Linked DNA regions of Mus musculus: region 1 is linked to region 2. The links are chromatin contacts, called in public ChIA-PET maps. All regions are on one chromosome and are shown on one strand. The core of a region is the stretch at or near the end of the contact, and the rest is flanking DNA. Distances in the headings are between cores, read along the strand shown. Region 1 overlaps Inpp1 (inositol polyphosphate-1-phosphatase). Region 2 has its middle 24 kb from the start of Nemp2.

Evidence for each region. ChIA-PET counts read pairs in DNA pulled down with a chosen protein or histone mark.
Region 1: a contact with region 2 is called in an RNA polymerase II ChIA-PET map of effector CD8 T cells, with 199 read pairs. The contact joins two enhancer-like sites. A contact is called at or near these places in 2 of 15 datasets of contacts at CTCF or cohesin (large pre-B cells and pro-B cells), 50 of 484 Hi-C or Micro-C datasets (3T3-L1-derived adipocytes, the 63-12 cell line, the BV-2 cell line and 32 more), 6 of 115 datasets of contacts at active chromatin or transcription factors (CD8 T cells, the HPC-7 cell line, acute myeloid leukemia and 3 more) and 5 of 9 other capture datasets (adipose tissue, bone marrow-derived macrophages, embryonic stem cells and 2 more).

Annotation. Positions count from the first base shown.
Region 1 is chr1:52,797,202-52,801,468 of GRCm38.p6, reverse strand. It overlaps Inpp1 (inositol polyphosphate-1-phosphatase), which reads left to right. Exons shown (of 6, transcript NM_008384.2): 2 at 1,933-2,184. The coding sequence starts at 1,981. Among named protein-coding and RNA genes, the nearest start is that of Inpp1, 18 kb to the left of the region's middle. Within about 2 kb of position 1,893, at least 252 of the 459 cell types and tissues checked have an H3K27ac peak or open chromatin away from gene starts, as enhancers often do. A contact at or near this core is called in the 63-12 cell line, CD8 T cells, the G1E-ER4 cell line and 11 more, where this site is marked.
Region 2 is chr1:52,651,986-52,656,833 of GRCm38.p6, reverse strand. It overlaps a transcript of Mfsd6 not described here. Among named protein-coding and RNA genes, the nearest start is that of Nemp2, 24 kb to the right of the region's middle. Within about 2 kb of position 3,288, at least 79 of the 459 cell types and tissues checked have an H3K27ac peak or open chromatin away from gene starts, as enhancers often do. A contact at or near this core is called in the 63-12 cell line, CD8 T cells, the G1E-ER4 cell line and 11 more, where this site is marked.

The DNA.
Region 1 (4,267 bases), core at 644-3,143, 150 kb before region 2:
CCATGCTTCTTCCAAATGAGAAGGAACTTACATTATATACCCTTGGTTCATTGGCTCTTTGCTCTTACAATAATGCAGAATGTTTGCTAATAAATCAAGTTATGGTCACCACCTTTCTACTCTTGTGGCTCATGTGCTACAGTGAGACTATGCATGCATCTCTGTGTTGTTCTATGACATCATTTGTGGCTAGTATTTATATAATGGATGCAGTAAATTATTTCTGAGTTCAAGTGGCTTGGCTCTATGAATGCCACTTTTCTTAATGTATAGGTCCAGAACAAAGTACATGAATCTTCTAACAGGTTTGAATCTGAAATAAAGAATAAAGGGCTTTTAAGGAGCCCTGTTTGCTTGAATTCTTCTATATTATCTAGTAGATCTGACAACGTGAGAGCGAACCTGCCCCAAAAGCAAAACAAAACATGTTTATTTAACATCTTTGCTACTTTAAATAATTTTAATCTACCTTGTATGAAGATATTTTAACTCTTATTTTCTTACCAGAGATTAGGGAAAGACTTAAGGTTACTGACTGAGGAAAGAGGGCCCTGGGTGGGATTTGGTACAGTTATGACAGCAGCTCCCTGGAAGCCTGTGTGTTTCCAGTGTCAGGGAGTTAGCACCTGTCTACTACTGCCTTCCAGAGACGACCACTGGCAGTAAAGCAACTGCAGTTGTGACAAGGGACATCTCTCCGTGTTGGTCATCTTTCCTTTATTTCTGTTGAGGAACATATTTCCTCAGGAAGAAAAAAAAATTGTTTTTTGAACAGACTTAAGACAAGCAGGCTCTAACAGTTTGCCACACCCCCACATCAGTGTTTTCACAGCTGAGTGGTTCCCAGCCTCAAGCTTCTTTTCATAGAGGAAACTGTTGTGATAATAAAGAAACCTGATGTGGGGTGTGTGGGGGCAGTTCTGAGCCCCATGTTTTAGTCTTGTGTAACCTTTTTTAGAAGTTGCTCAACCCTCTAAGCTTCCGTTTCCAAACTGTATGTCACACAGGGCAGGGTAATCTCACGACAGAGGAAGCAGAACGACTCAGGCTTTGAACAGGAAGAGGACCACAGAAGCATTTTGAGGCAGCACCAGTAGATAGGAGCCAGGTGTGGTGCACACACCTTTAGCCCTAGCATTTGGGAGGCAGACGCAGACGAATCTTTTGAGTTCCAGGCTACCCTGGTCTACAGAATGAGTTCCAGGACAGCCAGGTCTAGAAAGAAAGAAAGAAAGAGAGAGAGAGAGAGAGAGGGAGAGAGAGAGAGAGAGAAGAAATAAAGAATAGAAATAATGATGTAGGCATACTACATGGTTCTTAGAAGACAGAACTTCTCAAGTCCAACAAGGTGTAAGTCCCCTTGCTTTGGTGTGTAGGCTGCTACTTGGTGGCAGATGGAATATGTCCCTGGAATGTTTGAGTGGAGTTGGCTGTGAGCTGCTTTATAGTGCTTGCCCAAGACCGGCCTCAGAGTCTGGAAGACACAATGCCTGCTGCTCATCCACTTAGCACATGGATCTGGCAGCATGATTGTCATCCCTCACCATTCTCACAGAGAAGAGAATTACGTCAATGTAATTGAGATAAAGCTGTGTCATGATTAAGGACCTTGTAGCAATCTGCCTTTCCTCGGACGTCGTGACACTCTGTCTTGCTATGGCCCTGTAACATAAATTCTAATTCAAGGCTTTTTCTTTTTCTTTCACTGAACATTCAGTTTCTTTAAGAGTGTAATTGGTTTACAAGACTTTTGAGAAATACGTTTGTTTCAATCTTTAGATTGTAACTGCAGTCTTGCACGCTGAAAATGTGCGGTGACTCACTAGCAGGTCAGCTTCCCTGACAGGTTGCTGCCAGCTATGTGTTAGTGGGAGAGACGCCCTGACATCATCCCTGAACTGCTTTCTCTTTCATATTCTTGTGTTCTTGCAGCTGTGAGCCAGAGGGTGGGTGAGGCTGAGAAAGAAGCAGGCTTTAGAAATGTCAGACATCCTCCTGGAGCTGCTCTGTGTCTCCGAGAAGGCTGCTAACATCGCCAGGGCGTGCAGGCAGCAGGAGACCCTCTTCCAGCTGCTCATTGAGGAGAAGAAAGGTGCAGAGAAGAACAAGAAGTTTGCTGCAGATTTCAAGACCCTGGCGGATGTGCTGGTGCAGGAAGTTATAAAACAGAACATGGAAAACAAGGTAAGAGGTCAGGCCACGGTGGCTGCAGGACACCTGCCTCCGTGCTTCCTCTGGTTCCCTCAGAATAAACAGCAGGCCTTTTACTGACTCTTATGTTCTCTTAGGTCCAAACAAACACCTTGCAGCCTTGCCTTATTTTTATTACAGTATTAAAATGGTCTTTGCAGGAAATCATTGAAGTATAGAAAAGCAAACAGGATGAGAGTGCTCAGATTCCTAACCTGAGTATATGGTATTGACCCTCTTACTTATTGATGGGTTTCTTGTTAATAAATAATATATGCTCTCTGCACCAGAGCACACTGAGCTACATGCTCCCGAGGGCCACTGACGCTTCCTTCTGTGTGTCCACGCTCTGACCCACTTATTTCAGAGCAGTGTTTGGCTTCTCAGCTAAACCATTTATCTAATGTTTTGCTTTGGTTATGGGCTTGGAATTAGGCGAACTCTCCCTTTATTCTACTATAAAAATATGGTCATGACAAACACTGATTGTGATTCTATGTGTGGAAATGGCTAGAAAAAGCCAGGCTTCTTGAGTCGTAGCAGTAACACCAGCAAGCAGTGCTCACTGAGGCTGCATGGACTTGACTTTGTTACCCCTATAAGAATTCTGTAAGGTTAGAGCCATTGTTCTACTGGGATGAAGCTGTCACAGAGAGCTGGAGTAAGTTGCCTGAATTGACGCTGCCCAGCATGACAGCTTGAGTTCTTCAACATAGGAAATGGTTTCTAAGTCTGTGTCACTGGGCATTCTGTCGTCTTTTATATAACTCGCCCCACCTTCTTTTTTTTTTTTTTAAATTTGGGAGGATGGAACTTTATGATAGAAAATAATATAAAACACTTCAATATCTTTATTGAACTTTTTAAACCTGAGGACTACTGTAGAATTCAGTAAAATCTTGACCACCAGTGTGAGAAGAGAATACATGAATTATACAAAATCTCCATAGACTATATATTTTTTCATGCCCTTTACTACCTGGCTTTGGTGAGCTAAATGAAGGAAGCTTGTTTTCTGTTGTTACCAGTGGAGACCCTTGGATACAAAGGCGGGTTGGGCAACTGGACTGGATATATGTCAACATTTTATGGGTTGATATGTGCCTCTAAACAATAGAACAAGCCCAGGCAATTGTTCATGAAGTAATGCCAGAATTTATTAAACAAATACTTTCCATTTGAGCTGCTTTAGATACTTCTATTTCAGGCCCCCTCTGTCTGCATTCCTCTGAATAGCTCTGTAAGCAGGTGTGGGGGCTGGGGAACTGACAGATTGCCAGCTCTTGTAGGCCTGTTCTCTTCTGCAAAAGAGAAAAAAGAGTAGCAGGCGGTGTGGCCATTGGTGGTTTGACCCTCTGGGATGGGCAAGTTTAAGGCTGTCAAGCAACTCCTTCCCCAAACCAGCAACATCTCAGTCAGCAGTATTTGGGGGCGGGGGTGGGGTGGGGGGAGTCTTCTCAGGGTCAGGAATGAACTGTGTTTATCTGAGCATGACACAGAGATGAGACAAAAGCCTCATTTGGTCCCCTGTTCACTCTGTGTTGATGCTTAGGTCACAGGTTACTACAGTATTTCTCTTCTTTTTTCTTCTTGTTCTCTTTTCTGTCATCTTCTAGCCTGAAAGGTAATGACATTCCTGACAGGTGCAGAGATGCAACTGAAAATGGAAATAAAACCTAAGACCTAATAATTCCAATAATAATAATTCTAATTAATATTAATATAATTCTAAAACCTAATAATTCCAGCCTCTTCTCTCCATCTTTAGATTATTTTAGGAACTGGAGAGATGGCTTAGTGGTTAAGAGCACTGGCTGCTCTTCCAGAGAACCCGAGTTAGATTCTAAGCACCCACGTGACATTATTATAATCATCTAATGGGATCCAATGCCCTCTTCTGGTGTGACATACATGCAGACAAAGTACCCAAAGGACATCAGGAAGCCAGGACTCAGCCGCTTTCCTGGCAAAGGAGCAGAAAAATATTAGAAAACTAAACACAGAATCAAGCTGACTTAGTTCCATGTTCAAGTTGACTTCTGCAATGGGTGTTTTTGAGTTTCAGATCTAACTCTGC
Region 2 (4,848 bases), core at 2,039-4,538:
GATGGTTACTTTTGCACTTGAATGGTACTGCACTGTCAACCCCCAAGGCTCATTTTAAGTGACCTTTAAAATCAGATGTATTTATTATGCTCGTGCAATTACAGAAATGAAGTGGGAGACAGGCTGAGCCCCACCTATGAATGTACAGTATGTGGATTGTGAAAGTGACTGTAGGGAATCAGAGCGTTGTATCTTGTGTTTACAATTCTGGTTGATTTCTTTGAAAAGCTGCTGGTTTGGGAAATGCACAGTGGGTGTATTGAAATAAAAGGTAAATACCATTTTTAAATATTTCGTAAATGAAAAACACGTGACCAAACAAGAGAACATCCTCTGCTCTGTAATGAATGACACCAAATTCAATATGCCTTCGTTACAAAATGTTTACTGTGAGCGTCGATCCAACAGTGCAGTAATTTCTAGCCTTTTGAGCTGACACCTTCACGAGTTTGTGGACTTTGTGACTTTTTCTTCCTGTTCTTACAGTGCCATATGTCACTTGAAAAATATTAAAGTGAATTCCAATTAAACTTGATTTGAGAATTTTATAACCTCTCTTGAGATCCTTAGAAATACTCAGGGATGTCAAAGCTGAGGCTAGGAATCACTACCATAGTGATTTGTCCTGCTCCTCTCTGCCTGCAGGAAGTTATGCTACCCTAGAGTTCTGTGTGAACCCAACTTGGCTCGATGCTATTAACTAGACTATTCTTTTTTTTTAATTAGGTATTTTCCTTGTTTACATTTTCAATGCTATCCCAAAGGTCCCCCATACCCACCCCCCCAACCCCTTACCCACCCACTCCCCCTTTTTGGCCCTGGCGTTCCCCTGTACTGGGGCATATAAAGTTTGCAAGTCCAATGGGCCTCTCTTTGCAGTGATGGCTGACTAGGCCATCTTTTGATACATATGCAGCTAAAGACAAGAGCTCCAGGGTACTGGTTAGTTCATATTGTTGTTCCACCTATAGGGTTGCAGTTCCCTTTAGCTCCTTGGGTACTTTCTCTAGCTCCTCCATTGGGAGCCCTGTGATCCATCCATTAGCTGACTGTGATCATCCACTTCTGTATTTGCTAGGCCCCGGCATAGTCTCACAAGAGAGAGCTATATCTGGGTCCTTTTAGCAAAATTTTGCTAGTGTGTGCAATGGTGTCAGCGTTTGGAAGCTGATTATGGGATGGATCCCTGCATATGGCAATCACTAGATGGTCCATCTTTTTTGTCACAGCTCCAAATTTTGTCTCTGTAACTAGACTATTCTTAAAGCAGAGTAATAGTACATGCCAAAGGCCAGCACAGCTCAAGAGCCAGAGTCATAGGACAGTGCTACTTTATCGTCCTAGTGAGCTTGCAGTGGCAGGAAGTTGCAGTGGCAGGAAGTTGCAGTGGCAGGAAGTTGCAGTGGCAGGAAGTTGCAGTGGCAGAAAGCAGGCAGGTGGCTAGCACTCCCGGGGATTTGCAGCTTGCTCATGGGACTCCTAAGCAATATGCCTCTCGGCATATCAGTTAAGTAGAGCAGCTGCAAAAGGGGAAGTTCATCCATGGTTAGGTCATTTGTTTTTCAAAAGCCCTACCTGGTATACATAACCTTCCCCATTGAAAATATGAGGATTCTTAAGCGAATAGGGCCTAAGTTATGGGATCATGGTCAGAGCCAGGACACAGACTCAACTCTTGCTAACACCAGAGCCCTGCCTACCACCTTCCCATCCTAGTGGGAGGGAAAGCGTCCACGGTGGTACAAGACATAAATAGCCAAGCCATGAGTTCTGTGTGCCTGAAACCTATGTGTGTTTGTTTCTATTCTTGATTTCTAGACATTCTCTAAAACCTTAAATCAGCATCCCAAGCAATAGCCTTACCAATAAAACGTCCTGACAAGATTGTAGGCTACTTTTGTTGTCCCAGTATGAGTGCTATGGGCTGCTTGTGACTCTTACAGTGGATATGTACCTACTGTGTCTCTGAGGATTTCTATCTTTTTTTGTTTGGTTGGTTGGCTTTATTGTTTGTAGAACATGATTTTAGTATTTTCAACTGTTAATATTCAACAAACAGAATCATTTTAAGATATATTTTGTTGTATTTCATTTCTGATTTTATTAATTTAGATACTGTCTTTGTGCCCTCTGGTTAGTCTGGCTAAGGGTTTATCTACCTTGTTGATTTTTCTCAAAAAAACAGCTTCTGATTTTGATTCTCTGTAGAGTTGGTTTTGTTTCTACTTGGTTGATTTCAGCCCTGAGTTTGATTATTTCCTGCCATCTACTCCTCTAGGGTGTATTTGCTTCTTTTTGTTCTAGAGCTTTCAGGTGTGCTGTCAAGCTCCTGTAAGCTCTCTCCAATTTCTTTTGGGAGAACTTAGAGCTATGAGTTTTCCTCTTACAACTGCTTTCCTTGTGTCCCATAAATTTTGGTATGATGTGTCTTCATTTTCATTAAATTCTAAAAAGCGTTTCATTTTTTTTCTTTTTTTCTTCCTTGACTGAGTTATCATTGTGTAGAGCATTGTTCAGCTTCCACGTGTATGTGTGCTTTCTGTTGTTTTTATTGATATTTAAGACCAGCCTTAGTCTGTGGTGATCTGATAGTGTGCATGGAATAATTTCAATCTTCTTGTATCTGTTGAGGCCTGTTTTGTGACTGATTATATGGTCAGTTTTGGAGAAGGTACCATGAGGTGCTGAGAAGAAGGTATATTCTTTTGCTTTAGGATGAAATGTTCTATAGATATTGTTAGATCCGTTTGGTTAATAAGTTCTGTTAGTGTCTCTGTTTAGTTTCTGTTTCCCTGATCTGTCTATTCCTGAAAGTGGGGTGTTGAAGTCTCCCACTATTATTGTATGGGGTACAATGTGTGCTTTGAGCTTTAGTAAAGTTTCTTTTATGAATGTGGGTGCCCTTGCATTTGGACCATAGATATTCAGAATTGAGAGTTCTTCTTGGTTGATTTTTCATTTGACCAGTATAAAGTGTCCTTCCTTATCTTTTTTGATAACTTTTGGTTGAAAGTTGATTTTATTGGATATTAGAATGGCTACTCCAGCTTGTTTCTTGGGACCACTTGCTTAGAAAAATGTTTTCCAACCTTTTACTCTGAGGTAGTCTCTGTCTTTGTCACTGAGGTACATTTCCTGTATGCAGCAAAATGCTGGGTCCTGTTTACGTAGCCAGTCTGTTAATCAATGTCTTTCTATTGGGGAACTGAGTCCACTGATGTTAAGAGATGTTAAGGAAAAGTGATTGTTACTTCCTGTTATTTTTGTGGGTTTCTATCTTTAAACCACTTCCTGTGATGCAAACTGTCATGCAAGACATCACTTATGGGAAGTCTGGGGGCCTTTACTTCCTTAAGTTCTGCAAGAGCACTTGGATCCAAGTTAGGTGACTCTGTGAAGGTGAGAGTATGATTATGAGAGATGATTACTGGAGAGGGAAAGGGTGATTTCCCATCCAGACATCCTTCAGTGCATTGAGACAAGACACTTAAAACTCTAAACCACTCACGTAGTTTACACAAAAGCTTTAATAACTCCCTGACACAGAACTTCTAAGCCAACGGACATCTGGGAAAGTGATGCTTGTATGAGAACAGGAATTGGGAGGTGAAAGAAAAGTTCTTTTTCAAATCAGAAATCATATAGCTTAGGCAGGGCCAGCTGTGGCTTATAAAAGGGAGCAACTTGCTGCTGTCTGGGAAAATGTGAGCCAGCCCAGGTGAACATCTCATCTGGTTCCCATCTGCCCTGGGCCGCTAACACACTCGCCCTATTGTAGCTCAAGATTAGACCCAGATTTCACAGGGCAGCTTGGAGACTTCATAGTGCTTGGGTCAAGAATGTGGGCCTGGGGCCAGAAGTCTGTCTGGACTGAAGTGTCAGCTTTGCCAGTCACAGTTTATATGGGCCTAAGGCCTCCTGGGTAAAACTGAGGTTTCAGTGAGAGACTTGATAGTACAGAGCCAGGTAAATGTGTCTTCTGAGATAGACTCTGCTGGTTATGTGAGTCTCAGTGCCTTTATCTTCTGCCAGCTGCGATACACTGCAGATTGCCTAATGGGAGACAGGTCTAGAGAATGGAAGTCAGGTATGAGTCAGAGGCTAAACTGGCACCTCATCTATCCATGCAGTGTCACCCAGTGGGGAATCTGTGAAGGTAGCTTGCTCACAGGGTCATCTGAAGACATCTGTCTTGCTGCAGGCTTCATCAGACAAGCATCCCATGTGATTTATGTGTAGGATTCCACTGCAGGTTAGACAGAAAAGCCAATCCAAAAATGACACATCTAATTGTGGGGAATCCCCAAATAGAGGATAATGTGAGATCCTATTTGGGCGGTTATTGATCAGCATCGCCTCTGGATCGTAACTATGTATATGTTCAGATATATTGATACAATCCATCAGATATCCTAAAATCTGTAATCTCTTACATTTCTAGATATTTTTAAAAGACATAAATTCAAATATTTTCCTGTCACATGGACACTCCCCTAAAATTCAGCCCTAAATATTATTGGCAAACTACATAACTAGTTCACAAAGTGTCTTTGTGCTTGTAAACTGTGTTTTAAAACCCTTGAAAACTAGCATTCAAATGATATGATTTTTTAAACCATTTAAGTATAGCCACCTACGCTGCTTCTCACCCACACATTTGGTGTCAAACAGTCCAACTTGCTTCAAACAGGGTGCTGTTGGGAGGCATCTGCTGTAAGCAAGGGCACAACGAGGGTTCTGCTGTGTGTATGTGCATGTCTGCGAAGGTGTGAAACATAGCTGCCATTGAAGGACAGTCAGTCATTGGCTGCTTCAGAAAGAGGAGGAAGGTCAGAAGGGAAGGACTGT